2 separate regions of the Triticum aestivum genome follow, and region 1 is linked to region 2. Evidence: chromatin contacts called from public Hi-C data. All regions are on one chromosome and are shown on one strand. Each heading gives the region's core, a stretch centred on a gene start, on an enhancer-like site or on the middle of the called end of the contact. The rest is flanking DNA. Distances are from core to core; before and after follow the strand shown.

Region 1 (6,495 bases), core at 1,638-4,137, 130 kb after region 2:
TCTTCCACATCAAGAGTGCCAACAACATTAACAATAGTAAACTCTTGTCTCTTGTGCTTCAGCAAGATAATAAAATTCCTCCACGAAGAAGAAAGTTTGGCAATGATGCCTCAGGCAATAAATTTGTTCGGCAATACACAATCGAAATGCTCAACTTCCTTAGTGAGCGACCGAATCTCATGAGTCTGCTTAACCACGAAGCGGTCATCAGTCATCTTGTAGTCATGATATTGCTCTATGACATACAACTCACTTACTGCATCCAAGACCGCAAAATTGGCCTCAAACACATCCCACATATCCTTACCGACCATGATGATAACGAAAGGATCGAACATCTTGTAGCCAAGAACACTCAGAACACCTCTAAGAGGATGTCTATAGTCTGGAAAGTTTGGTCTTGTTCAGTAGTAAGCTCTCCCTCTCCTTAAATGGGAGCAGAACTGGTTTGAAAAAGGATCTTAGAGTGTCTAGGGTTGGGCCAGGAGGGTCTCTTAACGCCTTCCTTTTTCTGCCCTGACTTGTCCTTATAGGCATGAAAACAGATCATGGTGGTAAGCTAGAGAATTGCCCTTGCACGCCACCTCTTATCTTCACACCCTCAGACATAGGAGGCTTGGAAATCAGAACAAATGCAATTGGAGAAATTGCCTACACATTTCAGGTTTTTGGACTGTTGAATATTTCAAGATTTTTCCAATAAGTTTAATCCATAAAAACAGTGGATAAAATATGAATACCATAATAGCGATGATAACCAAAACAAGCAACCAATTTTTGAAACCAGTCATGCAATTGAGATGATAAGAAACAAGATCATATCCATATGACTCCTACTAGCAGTAAAGCAAATGCTAATCTTAAAAGTGAGGATAAGATGGCATACAAAGCAATGAAAGAGGATGCAGGTTTGCCGTTTGTCATGTCGCCAAGGAGCTGGTCAACGTCAGGGAAGTAGTCGTCGTTGGGAAACTCGTTGTCAAGGATGTCACTGTTTGTTGTTACGATGAACAAGGATCCAGCAGTGGCGCAAAAGCGCTCTCCAAAAACCTGATCACCCCTATTCCGTAGCAGATCACAAGAGTCGGAGTTTTTGATGCCTACTTTCTCACTTCCCGGTGCTGAGAAGCGAGATGAGAAATCGATAGGCGGCGCAAAGCTTGAAACCGAAGGTAGGAGTTGAAGTAGCATATATGGAGAAGAGGAGTGACCTCTCTTATAGACTTCAAGAAGTGGAAGCGAAACCAAAACACTAATGGAAAGATGATGGAATATAATGGCATCAATAGGGAGATGAATGAAAATATTCACAACGTTCAGTTTCATTTCCCACTAGTGTAAAAGGTTTCCGACTTCTTTCTTGCATGACAGCATGCACGGAATGAAGGAAACGGAACCACAATACTAATGGAACAACGAAACCGAAACATTAGTGTCATCAATGAGAGATGAATGGAACATTCACAACCATTCAGTTTTGTTTTCCACTAGCACAAAATATTTCTGCATCTTCCTTGTTATGTATGAACGTGTCACATGGGACTATGAGATTTTCCTAGGAATTATTGGATATAACAAATATGATAAAGCCGAATAATTCCAATCATACGTGATAGTCATTGCCAGCCTCATCATGGATAAAAAAGGAAATGGTACCACTATCCTTCTTCCTCCGACGGCAACTTTTTTTTTTCGAGAGTACACCAAAAGCATTACCATATTTTATAGAAAATAGAAAATATTTACCAGTCTACTACAAATGCGAACATTCGGATAGACAAGAGTCCCACTCAATACACCAACACCTGAAGAAACGCCTAGGCTAACTTCTCACAAATCATTGCAAACCACCAACACCAACACCGGCTTGCCTCCACTCGACGACCTCATTCAACACTTGAGCAGAAAGCTCGAAAGCGACTTCTCAATTATCAAAACACCTGACAAGACCGGCCATTTCAACAATGGTGGCTCCTTCCATTTTTCGGCAGAACAGCTTCCAGCTCCTCAATGTTGACTGAGAGACAATACGGCAGAGAAAATAAACGCATCACTAGTTCAGATTCTTCACATGCAAATAGCAGTATGTTTTAGCAGACACCTCTCGCCTCTGAGCTAAGTAGTGTCCCCAGCAACGACAACAAGAGAGGAATCTTCAGAGGAGCACAAAGTCTAAAACAGCTGGAGGAGCACTGGATTTCTTACGAGAGACAATGTATCCTTTCACACAGCGCGACAGTGACACGGATGCAACAGCACCAGGATAATCACATATACCAATATAAACGCAGGCGAGCCGCAATATGTCGGCCGAGAATTTGGCAAAGAGACAAAGAGAGTTTACTCCCTTAACCTGGCACACCATGATGTTTCATTTAGCTCCGTTAACTCCATAGTCTCCATCCACTCAGACTCCATCCATGTACAGTACAGTCTCAAGGTAAACAATCTAGGCCATAACAAGCCCACTGGAGATCGGCAACCTTGCGAGTCTGAAGAGGCTGCACGCAGCATAAGATTTGGTAGTCAACTTGGGATACAACTAATCAGTTAATTAAAGTCAAGTCATCGAGAACATGCTTAGTTAATTCTTCTCTTCTGGCATACAATACATAGCTAGTACTATATTTCTTCTTATAGTGGAATGGCAGCACTCCTGCCGCTGTCGGCAGATTCTCAATTGCACAAGGCAACAATGCATAAATCAACCATGGATGACTCGCAAGTCCTGCGTTGACCAGAGCACTGACGAGTCATGCTGGCTCACAAGTCATGCACTTGAGTACTCTGTTGACCCCATTTGTCAGCAACTTGAAAACAGATAATTAAGTTCACTGAGCCATGAATTATTGAGCAACTTGCCATGCTCAATCCATTATATATAACAATGCAAAGCAGGAAAGCGCACTTGTGTCTACCAGAACCAGAAAGAAGTGAGCAAAAGCAGCCAGCCTTTGGTAGAAACATAGTAGGCGCAGGGCTCCCCGTGCTAGTTTCTTTGCTCCTCGCACTCGCTGCTAGCACGGGGTCAGCACACATTCCACACGCCGGAACCGCCGCAAGTAATTCCAGCGACCACTCTGCTCTTCTGTCCTTCAAGGCGCTCATAAGGGACGACCCCTTGCAAGCTCTGGGGTCATGGGGCAACCGGTCCACGCCCATGTGCCAATGGCACGGCGTGGCGTGCGGCAGGCGGGGACGCCGCCGTGGCCGGGTTGTGGCGCTGGACCTCGGCGACCTCAACCTTCTAGGCGCAGTCTCCGCCTCGGTGGCCAACCTTACATTCCTGAGGAGGCTCCGCCTAGCCGGTAACCGCTTGAATGGCGCCGTGCCATCAGCTCTTGGCCACCTGCGGTACCTGAAGCGGCTCAACCTGTCGGACAACTCTCTGGACGGCGCTATTCCGCCGTCGCTTTCGCGGTGCCGGCAGCTCGACAGTATCAGCCTTGGATACAACAGGCTGAAAGGGAAGATACCCCGGGAGCTTGCAGCCTTGCCCAACCTGGGTTTACTCGAGCTCGGCCGGAACGAGCTCCAAGGGGAGATACCGCATGAGCTTGGCTCCTTGCACAATCTTGTGGTACTCGATCTAGGCCACAACCAGCTTGGAGGAACCATCCCTGCGGAGATCAGCAACCTTGTGAACCTGGAGTATGTGGACATTTCAAACAATAAGCTAACAGGAGAAATACCCCCTGGCATAGGTAACCTTGTCAAACTAGACACACTTTCTCTGAATTCAAATCAACTGTCTGGTTCTATTCCAAGTTCAGTAGGAAATCTCTCGGTGCTGGGCTTTCTTAGCCTGGCCACAAATAACCTTACAGGAAGTATTCCAGCATTACATAATCTTTCATATCTCTCGGTACTCAATTTAGGAAACAATGGCCTGACAGGATGCATCCCACCTGGGTTAGAGAACCTCACATCACTCTCTGCCATATCTCTTAGCCGAAACCATCTAACTGGCCAAATTCCAGCATCAATAGGGAACCTCAACTTGCTTGAACTCCTTTATCTGTCATTCAATAATCTTACAGGTCCCATACCCCACTCCATTGGAAACCTACACTCCCTCGCTGAAATTGGCCTCGAAAACAATGAATTAGAAGGGCCATTGCCTCCTTTGCTATTCAATCTTTCCTACCTCCAAGTTATCAATGTACAAAGCAATTATAACCTCAATGGGTCTTTTCCATTCGACATGGGAAACAACCTTCCAGGCCTACAGGTCTTCCTTGCAGCTTATAATCAATTCCACGGTTCTATTCCTCCCTCTTTGTGCAATGCCTCTATGATTCAAATGATCCAGCTCCTTCATAACTCCCTAACAGGAACAATTCCCAGTTGCCTAGGAATTCGCTTGAGGAGCTTGTCCGTATTAACCATTGCCGAAAACCATATTCGAGCAACACAAGATGCCGACTGGGGTTTCGTGTCCAGCCTAAGCAATTGCAGTAATTTGCAAGTGTTGGATTTAGGTGGTAATATGCTTGAAGGTGAAATACCAAGTTCGGTAGGCACCGTCTCCACAAATCTAGAGTTTCTTAACATGCAAGATAACAGCATAACGGGGAAGATTCCTGAAGTAGTGGCGAACTTGAGCAATCTGCGCGCACTTTTTCTAGATAGTAACCATTTAAAGGGTACTATTCCAACCTCTCTTGGCAAGTTGAAGAGACTAAATTTGTTAAACCTAGGAATGAATGACCTATCAGGATCGATCCCTCCCACATTCAACAATCTTACACAACTAAGCGAACTTAAACTTGGTGGCAACATGCTTAGTGGAAGCATACCTTCTAGTCTCATGGCATGTCCATTACAAAAACTAGACCTTTCAAACAACAGCCTTGGTGGTCCAATACCTAGGGACCTATTCCTTATAAACACATTGTCCATCTACATGAGACTCCAAAACAATCTATTAACCGGGGATTTGCCTACAGAATTAGGTAACCTAAAGAATATTGGGGAACTTGATTTCTCCGGTAATCTGATATCTGGAGAGATTCCGATCTCGCTTGGAGGGTGCCAGACACTGCAGTTTCTGAATGTATCTCGGAACAACCTTCAAGGGACAATTCCGCCATCAATCATGCAGATGAAAGCCCTATTGATGCTTGATATTTCCCATAATAATCTCTCAGGGAGCATTCCTGGGTTCCTCGGGAGCATGGAAGGGCTTGCTAGTTTGAATCTCTCATTCAATAACTTGGACGGTGAGGTTCCAACAGATGGGATCTTCAGCAAGGCAGCTTCCGCCTCAGCCTCAATTATGGGAAATGATGGCCTGTGTGATGGAATCCCTCAACTGAAGTTGCCACATTGCTCCAACCTCACCACCACGAAACCAACTCAGAAACTGGTCATAATATTCTCCATATGTGGAGCAGTCATACTTATCGCATTAGTATTTGCACTGTCGACATTCTACAGTAAGAGCAGGAAGATGAAAGCAAACAAGCAGACATCATCCATCGGCGAGCAATATTTAAGGGTTTCTTATGCTGAACTGGTCAGTGCAACTAATGGTTTTGCTTCAGAGAACCTCCTTGGAGCAGGAAGCTTCGGCTCGGTGTACAAGGGAACAATGAGGATAGATGACCAGCAAGTAGTGATTGCTGTGAAGGTGCTCAACCTCACACAGCGAGGTGCATCCCGAAGTTTTGTTGCAGAATGTGAGACCCTGAAATGTGTTCGACATAGGAATCTTATGAAGATATTGACAGTGTGCTCAAGTATTGATTCTCAAAGCCGTGACTTCAAGGCCCTCGTGTATGAATACCTACCAAATGGAAATTTGGACAAATGGATACACCACCATCCCATAGAAGATGGTGAAAATAGGTCACTGCATCTCCGTGTGAGACTGCAGATTGCAATTGATGTAGCATCATCACTCGAATACCTTCACCAACATAAGCCAATGCCAATTATTCACTGTGATCTTAAGCCCAGCAATGTTCTCCTCGATGGTGAAATGATTGCTCATGTTGGTGATTTTGGGCTTGCAAGGTTTCTACATCAAGACTCAGAGAAATCAACTAGTTGGGGATCGATGAGAGGCACAATCGGCTATGCCGCTCCAGGTGAGCTTTTAACTCTCTTCTAAAATAACCCCCTTCAAAATTCTGGAATTGGTTTTCAAGATTGAACACCCCGCCCACCACTCTTAAGTTAAATATGGCTATTTAACCTGCTCATTTCATTTTGCTCACATTTTTCTGTCAATTTCAGAGTATGGACTGGGCAACCAAGTTTCAATCCATGGTGATGTCTACAGCTACGGCATACTGTTGCTGGAGATGTTCAGTGGAAAAAGGCCAACAGAGAGCAGATTCGGAGAATCCTTTGGCCTTCACAAGTATGTGCAAATGGCATTGCCAGAAAGGGCAGCAGAGGTCATAGACCGAGACTTACTAGCAGAGACAGAAGATGGCAAAGAAAGCAGCTCAAATTCTAACAGAAATATGGATCTGAGAATTGCTTGCA
Region 2 (6,346 bases), core at 3,251-5,750:
GGGACAACTTATTTCTACAGCCAGCCATAAGCAAAAAAGAAAAACTGGCACGTAGACTTGTGTGTCCCATGTCACCCCTCCCTACCCACACTGCTTCAGTTGCCTCGGAGATATCAGGTGCTCCCAAGCTTGGGGTATTCCCAGTGCTTCAAATTCAAAAAAACATTCTTAAATGTTTCAAAAAATCTAACAAAAATTCTGAATGTTCATAAAGTATGTCACTACAACCCTTAAAAAATTTTGGTCCAAACTCCAAACGCACATTGACAAATAAAAATGTGAAATCTAACATGAATAGTGTAAAAAAAAGACAAAAGCAACATTGACACTATTCATATCCGGATTTCACTTTTTTGTTTCTCAATATGCATTTTGAGTTTGGATCTGAAATTTTGAGGGGTTGTAGTCACATTCCTTATGGACATTCACATTTTTTGGGGGGAATTTTTTGAAACATTTAAAATTTATTTTTCTGAATTTGGAGCACCCGGAGTACATCAAGCTTGGGAGCACATGATACTTTCCCTCAGTTGCCTTGCCTACCAACTTGTGTTTACTGTTAACCGCTACCAACCAACCGACGCGCACCGCCGTATGGTGATGCTAATTGTCGAGTATCATGTGTACAGAAACGAGCCTCCTAGGTTTATTTAGGAAAGCCTTCATAGCACACTTCACTGATAATCAAAGAAAGATACATCATTTATGAGAGCGTTAAAACCAGTCTCCTAGGTAGTTAGCCTTCTCTAAGAGCAACTATAGTAGATCCCTTAAAAGCTACTCCCTCCGTCCCATAATGTAAGACGTTTTTTAACACAACACTAGTGTCAAAAAGCGTCTTACATTATGGGATACAAGGAGTATTATATTTTAGAGGAATTGTTTTTAGCGATTAAGTATCATCTAGCAGATATAGTCCTCCCTCCCCCCCCCCCCCCCCCCCCCCTCCCCCCTTCCTTAAGACTCACCCCACTAGCTCAAATATAGTCAGGGCCGGTCCTGAGATTTCGGGGGCCCGGGGCGAAACTAAAACCCAGGGGCCCTTGATTTAAGCATCGAAATAATGTGTTATGGAGAAAATAGACAACAATGCGCGATGCAAAGTCTTGTTTAATGTCATGCTTGAACTTCAACTATGGGAGTACATTATTTTAGATACTGAACCAAAACAACAGAAGCCTCCCCGAATAGTCCACAAGGAATTTGCGTCCAAATTGCATTGTTGGATTCACATTTTTGAGTTCTTGGAATGACTATGGTACGACTATTACTACAAATAGGAGTATCTGAGAAATTAGATAGATGATCGAAATTCATACGAGTGGTGTGGAAAATATTTCTTCGTATCTTCAAAAGTTAAATACCTTCGTATCTTTAAAAAGTAAATATATGGTGCCACGCATGCAAAGTTACTCACATTTAGCGAATTGTGCAAATGATTAAATTAAGAGTTAATTACCCAATTATGACGTCATCTCATTGCTCAATTCAACCAACTGCCATGAGAGAATCCAGATCCTCGTTCTGCGCTTGATCTCTTTGAGATCTACTGCGGGAACATCAATATTACAGAACCAGAACGGTTAATTGTACAAACAGTGAAAGATGTTGACCTGCCGGTAATACTCACCTTTGTAGAGACGACACTCCGGCGCCGGAGATCAGCTCCATAGATCATGTGCGCGCCTGAGATCATGTGCACCGCGCCCCTTGGGATCTGGGTCTCATCTTATACTGCTCTTCTGGTTCACTACGTACGTTTTTTATGGCGGAAAGGCGGCGGCTATTACGTGCGTGATGGCGATTTTTTGGCGATGCATGCGTGGGTTGGCAGTTGATGCGTGAGTTATGGCGATATATCAGACTCTCCATATACGTACGTTTTTTGAAGAACTTCCATCTACGATACGTAGCTGCTTCTACTTGCGATGGGCCAGGCACACTGAACTTTTTTTTACTGCAGTCAAATGGGCCAAATACAAGGAAATACATACTTGGGGGCCCCTCCACCTTGGGGGCCCGGGGCGGCCGCCCCCCCTGCCCCCCCTCAGGGCCGGCCCTGAATATAGTCTAGAGTGGGCACTTCTCAGAAGAAGAAAAAGGGAACACGCTGTGTTGCTCCCCACTCATCCGCTGCTTTGCCACTCGATCCGGCCACCGTCACTTGCCCTCCATCGATTGCCCCTAGCCCCAATGACCGCTGGAATGGACAACTCCACCATCGTTGCACCCTTCGCCACCCTTGTCAACGTTGAAGACCCATCGCCAATCGCAAGTTTGGCACCACAAGGACCAAATCAACAAACGCCAAGTGAAGAGATTGAGAGCTATCGGTCGCCAGAGGTGGTCGTCGGTAGCTCCACCACCACCATCCTACATCCCTTGTCCACCTAGAGTCGCGCAATGACCCTTCCACCTCTAGTGGCCGAAGACGAGACCGGTTCAGACGAGACAAAGAGTGAAGCCGATGTTCCCAAGGATATCCCTGCAAGGAACAAACATACTTCTTATTTTGCAATTGCTCAATTGAATGATGCATGATTTGATATTGATTGCTAGGTGAGCAATGAATGATGATGTAGATGATTTCATTGCTATAGGGTGCTAGTTGGAAATGAGATGTGGGCAAGAAGGAACTTTCAAACACATCGAAGAGGCAAAGGCCCAACACACAAGTTGACGATGACTTGGTAGAGAACCCATCCACTCCTCAACTTCGGACAGATGGAAATAAAAACTCAAAGCTAGCCAAGAAGCATGTTGTTCGAGCATACAATGAGGAGTTAATTGCGATGTTGGAGGTAAATAGGTCATTGGCGGCCAACCGGAAAGAGGAGAAGATGGTTTGTTTCTATGAGATGAAGATGATGGAGGGGGAGAAGATGGACATGGAACAATTATCATGTGGCATGGAAATGTCAATACAAACAACATTGACATGATCCCAACCATCAATATTGAGGCAGTTACATCACATGATCTATGGATCTAACATGCATACTTCGGGATGCTTGGCTCCAAAACATGACCTCAATGTCATGCAATGATCCCATCCTTTTGCAAGGCTATTTGCCGGTGATGCTCGAACTTGTAACTATGTTGTCAATGGCCAACAGTATAACCTGAGGCACTACCTTGTTGATGGTATCTACCCTCCTTGAGCCACATTTGTGAAGACCCAACATCCTCAAGGTAACAAGAAATCTCACTTAGTGTGCCAAGAATCTACTAGGAAGGATGTTGAGAGAGCTTTTGGTGTGCTTAAAAAACGCTTTGCATTTATCCATGGCCATGTTGAGTTTGAAGCCTAAAAGCCTTTGACAGGTCGTGACAACATATGTGATCTTGCACAACATGATCATAGAGGTCGAGAGAGATGACACGGAGAACTTGCGGCGTCTACAATGGTGTCATGGCGGAGCCTGAACGTCATGCAAACATGATCCAAGCATTCCTCCAAGCACATTGAAGGATCAAGAACCTAGAAGCATACAACCAGCTCCATGAAAATCTTATTGAGCACCGTTGGCCACTTCATAGCACTTGATTCTTACGTTTTTATCATGTTTTCTTTTGGATTGTTATTTCATTTGAACCATATGTTGTGTTCGAATTTGAACGATTAAGTCTGGAAAACATTAAATTTGATATGTAGTTCAAGTGTGTGTACTTGAATTCTTAAGTTTCGAATCAAGATGTTGTGATAATATATTTTCATTCAGGTTTGAATTGTACTCTACTTATTTTTTGAGAGCGTGAAAATGGGGCGTCATTGAGCCTAAAGCTGCAGTATTCATTAGAGGTGTGCACTTCTAATGAGATGCATTTCTAGTTTGTAGCTTATATACGAACTGATTTGGAGAACGATTATTGTTGAATGCCCGATTGCCCATTCATTCGTACGGCTTAGCATGATTTCAAGCAAGTCATGAATGGACAATCCATACAACGGTATCTGGCCTGGCGTAGTACACGGAGAGACGCAACAACGGCACGGCACCACCGTCCGTCCGTCACACACGGAGGGGTACGCAACCCATCAGGCCGCCCCTACACTCCAAGGGAAGATTTTGCGCCCCAGAACCATTGGGTTGGATCTTCCCTTGCCGATGATAACCAACCGCTCCGTTCCTTCGCGCCACATATAACCGCTGCTCTCCTGCCGTCCGCACGCTACTCGGTTTCACTTTCACCCCGCAAAGCCAAGCTGGAGAGCGCTGGACGCCCCAGGGTAATGGCTGCCCACAGACCGAGTCACCGGAAGAGCCAGCCGCGGGTTACGCCGTGGGCCGTCGCGCTCGCCCACCACCCCGCGCTGTGTCGCCTAGCCCGGAGCTCATACCGTCCGTCCGTCGCCCCCGACCCCTCTTCCTACCCGGGCCCGCCCCCGCTGCGGCCGCAACCACCACGGGCCCGCCGCGCCCAGTCGAGGCCCCACACGTCGGCGTTCATCACGTGCCTCATCGGCCCTGCTCGCCGGATATATATCTCGCGCCAGCCGTGCCCGCAGTGTCAGTCAGTGACTCAGTGAGTGACGCGACGCGCTTGCCCGTACGCTGCCAGTCCGCCTGAGATATTTCTCTCTCTCTCTCTCTCTCTCTCTCTCTCTCTCTGGGGTGAGGGTGAGGGACTGAGGGTAGACCGCGGGTGCCCGTGATGCTGCTGCGGAGCGCGTCCTCGCCGCTGCTCAACGCGGCGCGCGTGCCGGCGGCCGCGGCGGTGGAGCATGTACTGGGCCACGGGCACCTCGCGGTGGCGTCGCCGGCGGGGCATCACGGGCCGAGGCAGCAGGGGGCGCTGTGCCGCGCATTGTCCGAGGCCGATCTGCTGGCGCCGGTGCAGCTCCCGGCCGCCTCCGCCTTCCTCGAGGAGTTGGACGAGGAGGAGGCGCAGCAGGAGGACGAGGACGTGGTCGCGGTCGGGGTGGCGGCCGTGCCGCTGCGCCGGCTGCTGACGAGCACGGGGCTGGACGCCGCGGGGGAGGAACAGGAGGCCGGCGCCGGCGGAGCCCTGGCGCTCCTCGAGGGCGTCGGGGGAGGCGGCGGGCGCGGGAGGGTGTGCGGCGGCTGGCAGGGCGGCCGCGGAGGAGACGGGGACGGCGACGGCGACGGAGGTGACCGCGGCGCCACCGACGCGCACTACCGGCGGATGATCAGGGCCAACCCGGGCAACTCGCTGCCGCTGGGGAACTACGCCAGGTTCCTCAAGGAGGTGCAGGGGGACGCGGCGAGGGCGCAGGAGTACTGCGAGCGCGCCATCGTCGCCAACCCCGGCGACGGCGACGCCCTGGCGATGTACGCGGGCCTCGTCTGGGAGACCAGCCGCGACGCTGAGCGCGCCGACGCTTACTACAGCCGCGCCGTCCAGGCCGCGCCCGACGACTGGTCAGTCAGCCAAACAACTCAGCGCGCCACTTCGCTGCTTCCTTGCTTGGCATGCGTGACAGTTTCTCGCTGTGCTTCTCTTGCAGCTATGTCCTGGGATCCTACGCCGGGTTCCTGTGGGACGCCGAGGAGGAAGACGGTCTCAACGACGGGCAGCCTCCGGCGGGGTCGCCGCCGTTCTATGGGGCAGCGCAGCCATCCTCCATCAGAGCGGCTTCTTAGACGAAGAATCAATCTCACTACCAGTAAACAAACTACATCTGGAACTCTGCAAGGAAGAGCGACATGCCACGATCACAGCGGCCTCTGAGGGAGGCCGCCACCGCCGTCGCCGGCCGGGACGCGGCAGCTTGTAAACTGAATAAACCAAGTCCGGCTACCTGTGTGAGCAGTACGCTTCTAAGGTTGGTAGGATCTGCAGCACTGCAGGATAAATATGTAGCCTAATAAGGTTTTGCTGTGCCTGTACATGTAGAATGTTCCTGATAACATGGTGTACGTGGTGTATGTACCACTTGTGAATTACAGTAAATGCCAGAACCGATTGCCCCAGCAGTTCAGCAGAAGCAGATCCATCTTCCATGTAGGAACAGAACACAAAATTACACTGAATGCACCAAGTTCATAGCAAAATTGGCACAAATTTTGCAGTAAAAGAAGAAAAGGGAAAACTCATGCAGGAAAAAGAAGTCTCGCGGCTTGGAAATACAAGGTAGTCATATGCAAATGTTACTAACTACAAATAACACCACTCCCTTGTACTGTTTGAAAAACAACACAAACTGAGAAGATAAACAGTACATTGGCTGCTTGCCATGCTTCAAACTCCAGGTGATCACACTAATTCAAGCACATGATACCAGCCACAAGTTTACTACCCAAATGACAAAAATGCAGACATGGGAGGCTGAGGCATGACTCTCAGCTTTCCGAAAGACTGGACTCAAGACTGTTTTCTATGC

Evidence for each region. A called contact is a pair of places that touch in the nucleus more often than the background predicts.
Region 1: a Hi-C map of leaf shows a contact between it and region 2, with 5 times the contacts expected there. The contact joins the promoter of LOC123153477 here to the promoter of LOC123148202 in region 2. A contact is called at or near these places in 4 of 5 Hi-C or Micro-C datasets (leaf and root) and 1 of 1 datasets of contacts at active chromatin or transcription factors (leaf).

Annotation. Positions count from the first base shown.
Region 1 is chr7A:557,291,682-557,298,176 of IWGSC CS RefSeq v2.1, forward strand. LOC123153477 (receptor kinase-like protein Xa21) reads left to right here and starts at 2,888. Exons shown (of 2, transcript XM_044572583.1): 1 at 2,888-6,092; 2 at 6,241-6,495. The coding sequence starts at 2,888.
Region 2 is chr7A:557,155,300-557,161,645 of IWGSC CS RefSeq v2.1, forward strand. LOC123148202 reads left to right here and starts at 4,501. Exons shown (of 2, transcript XM_044567567.1): 1 at 4,501-5,384; 2 at 5,471-5,939. The coding sequence starts at 4,657. The coding sequence ends at 5,606. LOC123148201 (protein WVD2-like 5) reads right to left here. Exons shown (of 8, transcript XM_044567564.1): 8 at 6,057-6,346. The coding sequence ends at 6,341.